Linked DNA regions of Pan troglodytes: region 1 is linked to region 2. A link is a contact called in public HiChIP or PLAC-seq data. All regions are on one chromosome and are shown on one strand. Each heading gives the region's core, a stretch centred on a gene start, on an enhancer-like site or on the middle of the called end of the contact. The rest is flanking DNA. Distances are from core to core; before and after follow the strand shown.

The links. HiChIP or PLAC-seq counts read pairs in DNA pulled down with a chosen protein or histone mark.
Region 1: a contact with region 2 is called in an H3K4me3 HiChIP or PLAC-seq map of stem cell-derived excitatory neurons, with 2.1 times the contacts expected there. The contact joins the promoter of FKBP1A here to the promoter of SDCBP2 in region 2. A contact is called at or near these places in 2 of 7 Hi-C or Micro-C datasets (blood and stem cell-derived neural progenitor cells) and 1 of 1 datasets of contacts at active chromatin or transcription factors (stem cell-derived excitatory neurons).

The regions. Positions count from the first base shown.
Region 1 is chr21:8,068,572-8,073,105 of NHGRI_mPanTro3-v2.0_pri, reverse strand. FKBP1A (FKBP prolyl isomerase 1A) reads left to right here and starts at 3,113. Exons shown (of 5, transcript XM_063803259.1): 1 at 3,113-3,350; 2 at 3,431-3,478. The coding sequence starts at 3,314.
Region 2 is chr21:7,999,986-8,004,423 of NHGRI_mPanTro3-v2.0_pri, reverse strand. It overlaps SDCBP2 (syndecan binding protein 2), which reads left to right and starts at 2,092. Exons shown (of 8, transcript NM_001280008.1): 1 at 2,092-2,261. It overlaps LOC104003489 (a long non-coding RNA gene), which reads right to left and starts at 2,524. Exons shown (of 5, transcript XR_001712066.4): 1 at 2,320-2,524.

The DNA.
Region 1 (4,534 bases), core at 1,864-4,363, 68 kb before region 2:
CAGAATCTCCTGCTCTCTCTCCCAGTTCCATCTCTTAGAGTCACTCACTCTTTCTGTTTTTTGTTCTGGTTTGCTAAGGGTGATCCCAAAGAACTTAACTACTTAACAGAGTTGTTAATAACTAGGCTATATATAAACAGAATCTAAATTAATTTAGAAAGGAACTCTCCCAGTTACTTCAAAAAATCAGATAAATGCTTAATAAGTGCCCCTTGTCCCCAGGTCCAATTCATCTTAGGTCTGGTGGCAGAACTGATAGCTACATGCTTTCCTGTGTTTTCCCAAAGCACAGAGGAAGAAGTGGTGCAAATGTGAGGTTCTTGGGGAACCCCCATCTATATAAACAAAGCTTATATACATGGATTGAGATGGCCACTGTCTCAAAGGCAGGTCTATGTTTTGAACCGATACCCAATTCAGAGCCATGAGAGAGACCACAGGATGAATGTGAGGCAAGCCTTATTCTGCTAGGCTTCAGGGAAAACTGAATCCAGGAACTCTCTTGCCCCTGGTTGCTCTCATTCTCCATCATTTATTCTCGCTGCAGTCTGATTTTCTCTAGGTGGTGTGAAGCAGTGTCCTGGCAACTGCTGGGGCCCTCTTTTTAATTTCATCTTTCGATATCCATTCTTCCATTCTATGAGCACAGAACCTCTGATTTTAGTTGGGTGTGTGTAGACCCAGAATGAAGACTTTATTTCCTAGCCTCCCATGCAGCTAAATTTGACCATATAACTAAGTTATAGTCAATGTGAAGTATAAGGGGAAGAGATGTGTGCAATTGTAAGTCATACCCTTAAAGGAAAAGGGAATGTACCCCACATTCCTCCTTTCCCCCTTCCCACTAGTTGAGATGAAAATATGTTGGAGAGCCAACTTGGACCATGCACATGAGGGTAGGATTCTAAGGATGGGGAGCCACAAGTAGAAGAAGGATGAGTCCCTGAGCAGCCTGTGAAGTGCTACCTGCACTGAACCACCTGCCTCTGAACTGTTACATGAGAGAGACAGCAACTTCAGCCTCTTTTCAGCCACAGTTAATTTGGTTCTGTTACAGCCTGTATTCTTACTACATTAAAATTTCCAAAGCAGTCACAAGCTCACTGAGATTTTAGGAAAGGGGACATAGATGAGGGTTGGGGTGTCAAAAAACTGTGAGGTCATGTTTAAAACACTACAGGAGCTGGTATGGTTTAGTTCTGTGTCCCCACCCAAATCTTATCTTGAATTGTAATCCCTATAATCCTGAGGTCAAGGGAGGGACCCGGTGGGAGGTGATTGGATCGTGGGGGTGGTTTCCCCCACGCTGTTCTCATGGTAGTGAGTGCATTCTCATGAGAAATGATGGTTTTATAGGTGTTTGACAGTTCCTCTTCACATACTCTCTCTCGTGCCTGCTGCTGTGTAAGATATGCCTGCTTCCCCTTCTGCCATGATTGTAAGTTTCCTGAGGATTCCCAGCCATGCAGAACTGTGAGTCAATTAAACCTCTTTCCTCCATAAATTACCCAGTCTCAGGAATTTTTTTTTTTTTTTTTTGAGACTGGTTCTCACTCTGTCACCCAGGCTGGAATGCAATGGTGCAATCTTGGCTCACTACAACCTCCGCCTCCGGGTTTAAGCAATTCTTATGCCTCAGCCTCTCAAGTGGCTGGGATTACAAGCCTGTGCCACCACGCCTGGCTAATTTTTTTGTATTTTTAGTAGAAACTGGGTTTCACCATGTTGGCCAGGCTGGTCTTGAACGCCTGGCCTCAAGTGATCTGCCCGCCTCAGCTTCCCAAAGTGCTGGGATTACAGGCATGAGCCACCGTGCCCAGCCTCGGGTATTCTTTATAGCAGTGTGAGAATCGACTAATGCAGAAGCACACACACCCACACAGATCAGAGAAAGATTAGTCACATGTGCCTCCTTATGTCCTAGATCATGTCACAGTGTTCTCTTGGGTTACAGTGCCTCTGCAGGTACTGCTCCTTCTGCCTCCCCTTACCCCAACACATACACACAACTGGCCTTCTAACCTTGGCTAAACCTGGTTAAACCTGGCTAACTCAGGGAAATATCTGACCACATTCCAGACTAAGTGAGGCATCTCCGTTATATTAACACGCCCCTCACAGCATGTATTACTGTCTCATAATATTACAGATTTGAAACTTTACATTTATTCCGCATCTTTTTTTTACTTAAACAGGTTATTTGATTATCTCTCCCACATCATACGTAGATTCTGTGAGGTCAGGGACTAAGTCTGACTCCTTCACTGCTGTATCCTCAGCACCTAGCACAGTACATGACATACAGAAGGTGCTTGTCAAAGTCAAAATAAAATATGGAGATGAATCTCTAAATGTAATGTTTTATTTGGGGAAGCGAGAATCGCAACTCGGAGCATACACACAGATCTGGTGGTCTTTGGTATGTCTGAAAAACAAAGAGAAGGCTGGGAGTTTTATTAGAAAGGGAAATACATTGGCACTAGTAAAGTTTCAGGGAGCCGGCAAGCTCTGATTGGTGACTGACAGTGGTAAGTAAAACTAGTATTAGGTTATGGCGAGTTGTTTCAGCAGTTACTAGCTGAATCTGGTCTTAGGGGGACAGCAGGCCATTTCAGCAGCAGTTAGTGGAAATATTGATTCTTGGAGCAGGCGCTGTGTGCCTCCAGTGCTTTTCCCCTGGCCCCTGGATTCTGATTCCGTTGGACATAAGAAGAGTGACCCAATTCGTATTATCAACTTTCACATGCTCAGTAAGAATGTATGCATGTAAGCTATGGGTGAGTGAATGAATTTGGACAACTCCTCCTCCAGTGAAGAAAAGCAGAACTTACAAACTTGAGCCACTTATACTAACATACTACCACCTGTGCGCTGTCTTCTCAGAACCATGCTCTTCCCAGGATGAGTAACTGTGTGCTTCTAAGTGGAAACCTGATGACAGTCACCCAGTCAGTGACTGGCGGACCCCCTATTATTACTCCCATTCTTTGGGCAGGGAGATGCTTAACCGGCTGGAAGCACAGAGGAAAGGCAGGTGAACGAAGCAAGTCACCCGGCAAACACAGCTGTATCCGGAGGCCTCCGGGCTTCCGGAGGTCTCGGGGCTTCTGGGCTTCCGGTCCCTCTTCCGGAGGCCTGAGTTTCCGGGACGTGCGCGCCGTGTGGGGCGCGCACGCAGGGCTGGGCGTGAGGGGGCGTGCGCGTGCGCAGGCGACGCGCCGAGGGACTAGGCAGAGCCGTGGAACCGCCGCCAGGTCGCTGTTGGTCCACGCCGCCCGTCGCGCTGCCCGCCCGCTCAGCGTCCGCCGCCGCCATGGGAGTGCAGGTGGAAACCATCTCCCCAGGAGACGGTGAGTAGTGGCGCGCGGCGGCTCGGAGTACCTCTGCCGCCGCGCGCATCGGCTCAGCATGCCCGTCTCTGTCTCCTCAGGGCGCACCTTCCCCAAGCGCGGCCAGACCTGCGTGGTGCACTACACCGGTGAGTCGGGGGCCCAGCGGGGAGGGGGCCCGGGCCGCAGTCCGCAGCCCGGGTGCGGCTGGCCGTCAAGGCCTGGGGTCCGGGGCCTGGGGTCCGGGGCGTGGCGGCGGCGAGGTCCGCATGGCCCGAGGCTGAGGCCTGGGCGGTGGCTCAGGGGCAGCCTCGGGCTGGCGGAACCCGGGCGGGTCTGAATCGGCGGTTGTGAGCGTTGGCTGCGGGCTAGGTGTTATCTAACCCATCAGAAGCATTTCTGCACCTTAGATGCTGCCCTTATGCCCACTGCACAGATGAGGAAACTGAGGCTTGGCGAGGCGAAGTCACTTTCCCAAGGTCTCACTTTCCCAAGGTCACACTTTCAGGAATGGGCAGAGCTCTGGCCAGGGACCATTAGGAAGGATTTGTACCATTTCTGTGCCCCTGCCCCCACTTCCATCCCTCCCTTCACTGGAGATGAGGACGAGGTAATTCCGAGTCTGCAGAGCTGCTGCTTCCTCCGGGGAACTCGGAATTCGCCCCTTTGCCGCGGGTGGGGAAACATCCCGCTTCCTAAGTCATTGCTTTGGCTCTTCCTGGCCTTGGGGGAAGTAGAGCTGCACGGCCTTCTTCCGTCTTTTTACTTTTGAGCCACTTACAAATCCAAGGCTCAGTGGCAGCGTTGGCTCAGGCTGACCGAAAGCTGCACGTGTAATTGAGTCCCCCAGCTCTTCTAGAAGTAGAGACTTCTCTCATCCTCATTTTAAAGATAAAGCATCTGGAGGCTAATACATAGTGATAATACAAGCCAAAGGAAATTTTAGACACCTCCCCCTCCCCAGCCAGAATTCAGACATCAGCGTCGTGTGCCTTGGGGCTGTCTTACTCCTTCTCCTTACAAGGTTGTCCTGGTTTGTATGGGGGCGGGGGAGGGGGAGAGCTGAGTTGGCGGAGACTCAGTGGCTGTGGGTCCCACAAGGGTGGGAGTGATTGGTGTAGCCACAGTTGTTGATACGAATGACCTTCCCTCCCCCTCCTCCTTCCCCTTTCTCAACCTTCCCACCCTTTCCTCTGTTCCCCCTC
Region 2 (4,438 bases), core at 843-3,342:
CTGAGTAAGTAAGCGCTGAAACAATGAATAAACAGCTACCTTTTACTGAATGCCTATTATGTGCCAGGTGCTGTGCTAAATGCTTTCCGTAGACACCTTATCTCTTTTTAAAAATCTTTCAGTCTCCAGACAACTGTGATGCAACTATTGTTATCCAGATTACAAAGGAAGAAATGACATTCAAAGGGGATTTGCCTATGCTGCGCTCTCACAAGTCAGAAGCAGTCAGTCTGAACCCTGCCCTGCCTGGGCCTGGGTTCAGGCGTGTCTGCTTGAGGAAGTCACAGCTTTTCCCCAGCAGGCAGTGCAGCACTGAGAGGAGGAACGGGGGTACATGCTGGTGGCCTAGCAACAGCTTCTTCTATTCCGACTCACCACATCCCTGGGCTAATTTGGCCTTCCAGGAGCTATTCCTCTGACACTCTAACCCACGCTTCCCTCCCGCGCACTGTCTTGTAAAGGATGGATGAGCTGTCCACAGGAACGAGTGGGAGTTCCATCACTTCAGCTCTTTGGAACAAAGTGTTCCAAAGAGTGTTCTCACTCTAAGTTCAAAGATGGGGGCTGAAGTCCCCTTGTCAGCCCTGCTGATCTCCGAAGCCCAACTATTGGTTTGTTGTGGGTGTTGTTATTGCTTATATCAAAAAGTACAGAAGCTCAGGGATGGAAATCTGGAAAGGGCTGTGGGAGAGGAAAATTCCTCTGAGAGAGAGGGGTTAGGTGGGTTCTTTTCCTTTCGGAGGAACCAATTACTTGTGGGAAGCCATCAGCACAGAACTGAGCAAACTTCCACAGTCAGATTATAGGGGCCAGGCAGCCTTTCAACCTAACTCGTTAGGGCCATGGTTTCTCTCCTTTTCCAGGCCCAGGTTATTCTTCGAAAGACTTTCTACTTATTGACTGCAAACACAGACAGGCATGGGAAGAAAGACTGTATATTTAGGATATCAGGCTTTCTCTTCTCTCTGTGCCTGCTTTTCCACTCCTTTCAGAAATAGTAATGGGATGCCTGTTGTGTGCCAGGCACTGTGCTCAGCACTGGGGGTTAACAAATGAGTGACATTTCCTGACCAGTGAGGGAGATGAGCAAACAAACACAGCACAGTGGAAATCCAACCTAGGAAATGCAGAAGGCCTTGCTCATAGTAGGTGATTAATAAACACTTGTGGAATATATGATGAAGAGGCAAATACAAGAAATGCTGTCGTCTAGAGCAGGGAGGCTTGCCAATCTCCATGGGTACATGTGGGGGAAAGCTTTAAATTGGAGGAAAAAGAGTTCACAACGAGGAAAAGAGAGAAGGCATGAATGACTCTTAAGACAGAGGGAATAGCACCTGCAAAAGCATGGAGGCATGAACTAGCAGGCTGACTTTTAGAACTCAACCTAAAGTAGTCTGGAATAAATGAACTTCATGATAAGTGTGGAGAAGAATGAGATGGTGAGAATAGAAACATTACCAGAAGTCAGGTCACAGAGATTTGAGGGCAAGAAGTAGGTATGGCTTCAGAAGGGAAAGGGAGGAGCTGAGGATAACTCCCAGATTTCTGACATAGCCCATGGGTGGATTTAGTGAGACTGCTGGGGAGGCGCGGCACAGCTGGGGAAAATCACGAGTCCAGTTTGGATAATCTGCGAGGTAAACGGGATCCAGAAGGCAACTGGACTCTCAGGCCTGGGCCTCCCTGTCCCTGGAATAGCACACTCTCTTCCCACTTGAACATCCATCCTACACGGCCCTGTCAGGGTCTTCTTCCTTCCTCCAGGAGACCTTCCTGATTGCCCTAGCCTTCCTCCTATACGCCAGATCCAACTGCCTGAGTCCCTCATAACAGGCTTTCGGTCTGATTTTGCTGTGGGAATTGATGTGCCCGGCCAAGCCAAGAACCCTTCCCTAGGCAGCAGAAGCCCAGTCACTCAGTCACTGGTGGGTGGGACGCCGGGTGAATCTGCGTAGGGTGGGGCGGGGCATTTTTAGCTCAACACTGGGTCAGAAGTCACGGCCAGACAAGAAACGGGTGAGAAAGGGGGGAGGAAGGGTGACGTCACAATTGGTAGGAAATACCTTGGGACTTGACGCTTTCGAAACCAAAGGGAGAGCAAAAGCAGCCGGGAGCGCGCGGGCCGACCTGGTTCTCCTCCCTTCCCACGGCTGCCTTAGTACAGAATCTTATAAGTCCTCCTCCTTCGGAGGCTACAAATGGTGTTCCGAGGCCAGGGGAGTTTAAAGCTCGATTTCACCCGCGCAGCCTCCAATCCGGTAAAGAGGGGCCGCGGAGCCCGACCAAGTCTTCCTATCCCTTACTCTGCTGCTTTACCTGATCTATTTTTGTGGATGCCGGCGCCAGCTACGGGCGCCCGGAGAAAGCACGAGGCCGGGTGGACTCTGGTAACGCAAGCAGCAAGGAGGCCGCCATTTTCCACTCTGCAGCCGCTAGGGATCGTGGGAGTCACCCCTCACCGCGCCCGGGCCTGGGTGGGCGAAACGCATGCGCTCTAGAAGTTGCTGGGTCGCTTGGCGGTGTTTCTGCGCAGGCGCCGTAGCCCATAGCAACCGCCGTAACCCATAGCAACCGCCGTAACCTGTAGCAACCGGAAGATGTCGCTTCCGGCTGGTTTGGGGCTAAGAAAGGGGTTATAGTCATTTCGAGATCATGGAACGATGTGACAGATGGGAAACTGAGGCTGGGGTGGAGGCAGGCCCTAGGGACCGTTGCGTTGGACCTCGCTCCTGTGGCGCGGTGGATGGAGTTTGTGGCTTGTGGCTCCTATTTCCCAAAGCAGGAAATTGAGGCAGAGGGAAGGGACAGGTTCGTCCTGAGGCTGCAGCCCAGGTGATGGTTCCCCGGGTAAAAAAATCAATATGATGCCCTTTCTTTATAAGGAGAAGGCAGGGAAATGAAAGTAATTTCTAATAAAAGTATATGCATTTCACTTTGTAAAAGCTGAGGCTGGCTTACACCCGATCATGCTTGTACCCAACTTAGGAATCAGCTTAGGTTTACTAGAAGACAATATTCAGCTGAATTTTGCCAACAGTTTATATCTGACGTCTTGGGTCAAAGGCTAAATATATTTATATAAAAGCGCGGAGTCACTGTAACAGCTACACATGTACACAGACGTGGGCATGCTGTTCGGGTGACTCACCCGTGGTGAGCAGGGTGGGCAGCGATTTTCCAGAATGGTGATCAAAGTGTAACTCCCCACAACCAACCTGATATATGCATTTCCAGACAATCTAGTGTGTACTAAAACTAGGGAAAAATTCATTGTGATTGTATGTACAACCAATTATAACGGATTTTTGGCTTACTTGAAAGTTTGGCAGGATATCTGAAAGTTGTGCGGGACAGGACCATTTGTTATGGTGACTGTAATGGACTGTCCCATCCATTACAGGAGTTTCATATCCCTGCCACCCCCCCCCCAGACAGGGATATGACTGTCCCCTCAGTCTCGTGACACCCAAAAATGCCCACATAAATTTCCAATCTGTTCCTTGGAAAACCACTGATTTATTCAGTCAAATAATTTTTGCTAGCATATGTGTGCTGGGCAGTGCCGTGGCGGGGAAGGATCGTGTGTGAACGGGACAGAGCTCCTGCCCTTATGAGTGAGGTCCAGTGTAAGAAAATAGCCAGATATTAATCACATAATTTGATAAATAGCTTGGCAACAGGGGCAGTACAGGTCAGGGGTGGAATACACGGGAAGACCTAGCCAGGCAGCCTGGGTATCATGCAGTCTGGAAAAGCCAAGCAGAGAAGTAGCATCTGAACTGAGCCTCGAAGGAGCATCACACCAAGGAGGATGATGTGCACAGCAGAGGGACCAGCATGTCTGGCACACAGTGGACACTCAAATGTTTTGAATGATTGAACGAAACACAGCATGTTCGCTGGCAGGGAACCATTCCCCATTATATTGTGAGCTGCTACAAGGCAGGGGATACAGTATGCCTTTCCTATCCCCAGGTTTCACATCCATGGATCCAACCAACTGTAGACAGAAAATATTTAAAAAATAAAAATTAAAAAAAACAACAAAAATTCAAATAAAAATAAAGTATAACTTTGTTTAGCATTTACATTGCATTAGGTATTGTAAGTAATCTAGAGATGATTTAAAGTATACAGAAGAATGTGCATAAGTTATATGCAAATATTATGCCACTTTATGTAAGGGACATAAGCATCTGTGGATGTTGGTATCCGAGGGATGGGGAGTGAGGGGCATTGTCCTGGAACCTAGCCCAAGGAACGACTGTACCTGTTTTCTCACTTCCCCACATCCCAGCACTAAGATGGGATCCAGAGAAGGTGGCAGTGGTGAAAGGATCTCAGACACAGAAAAAGTGTTATGTGATCTGGCCCGGGAGTGATTTCCAGGAAATGGATCTCTGACTCCCTGCTCTCCCAGGGGACAGCTGACAAA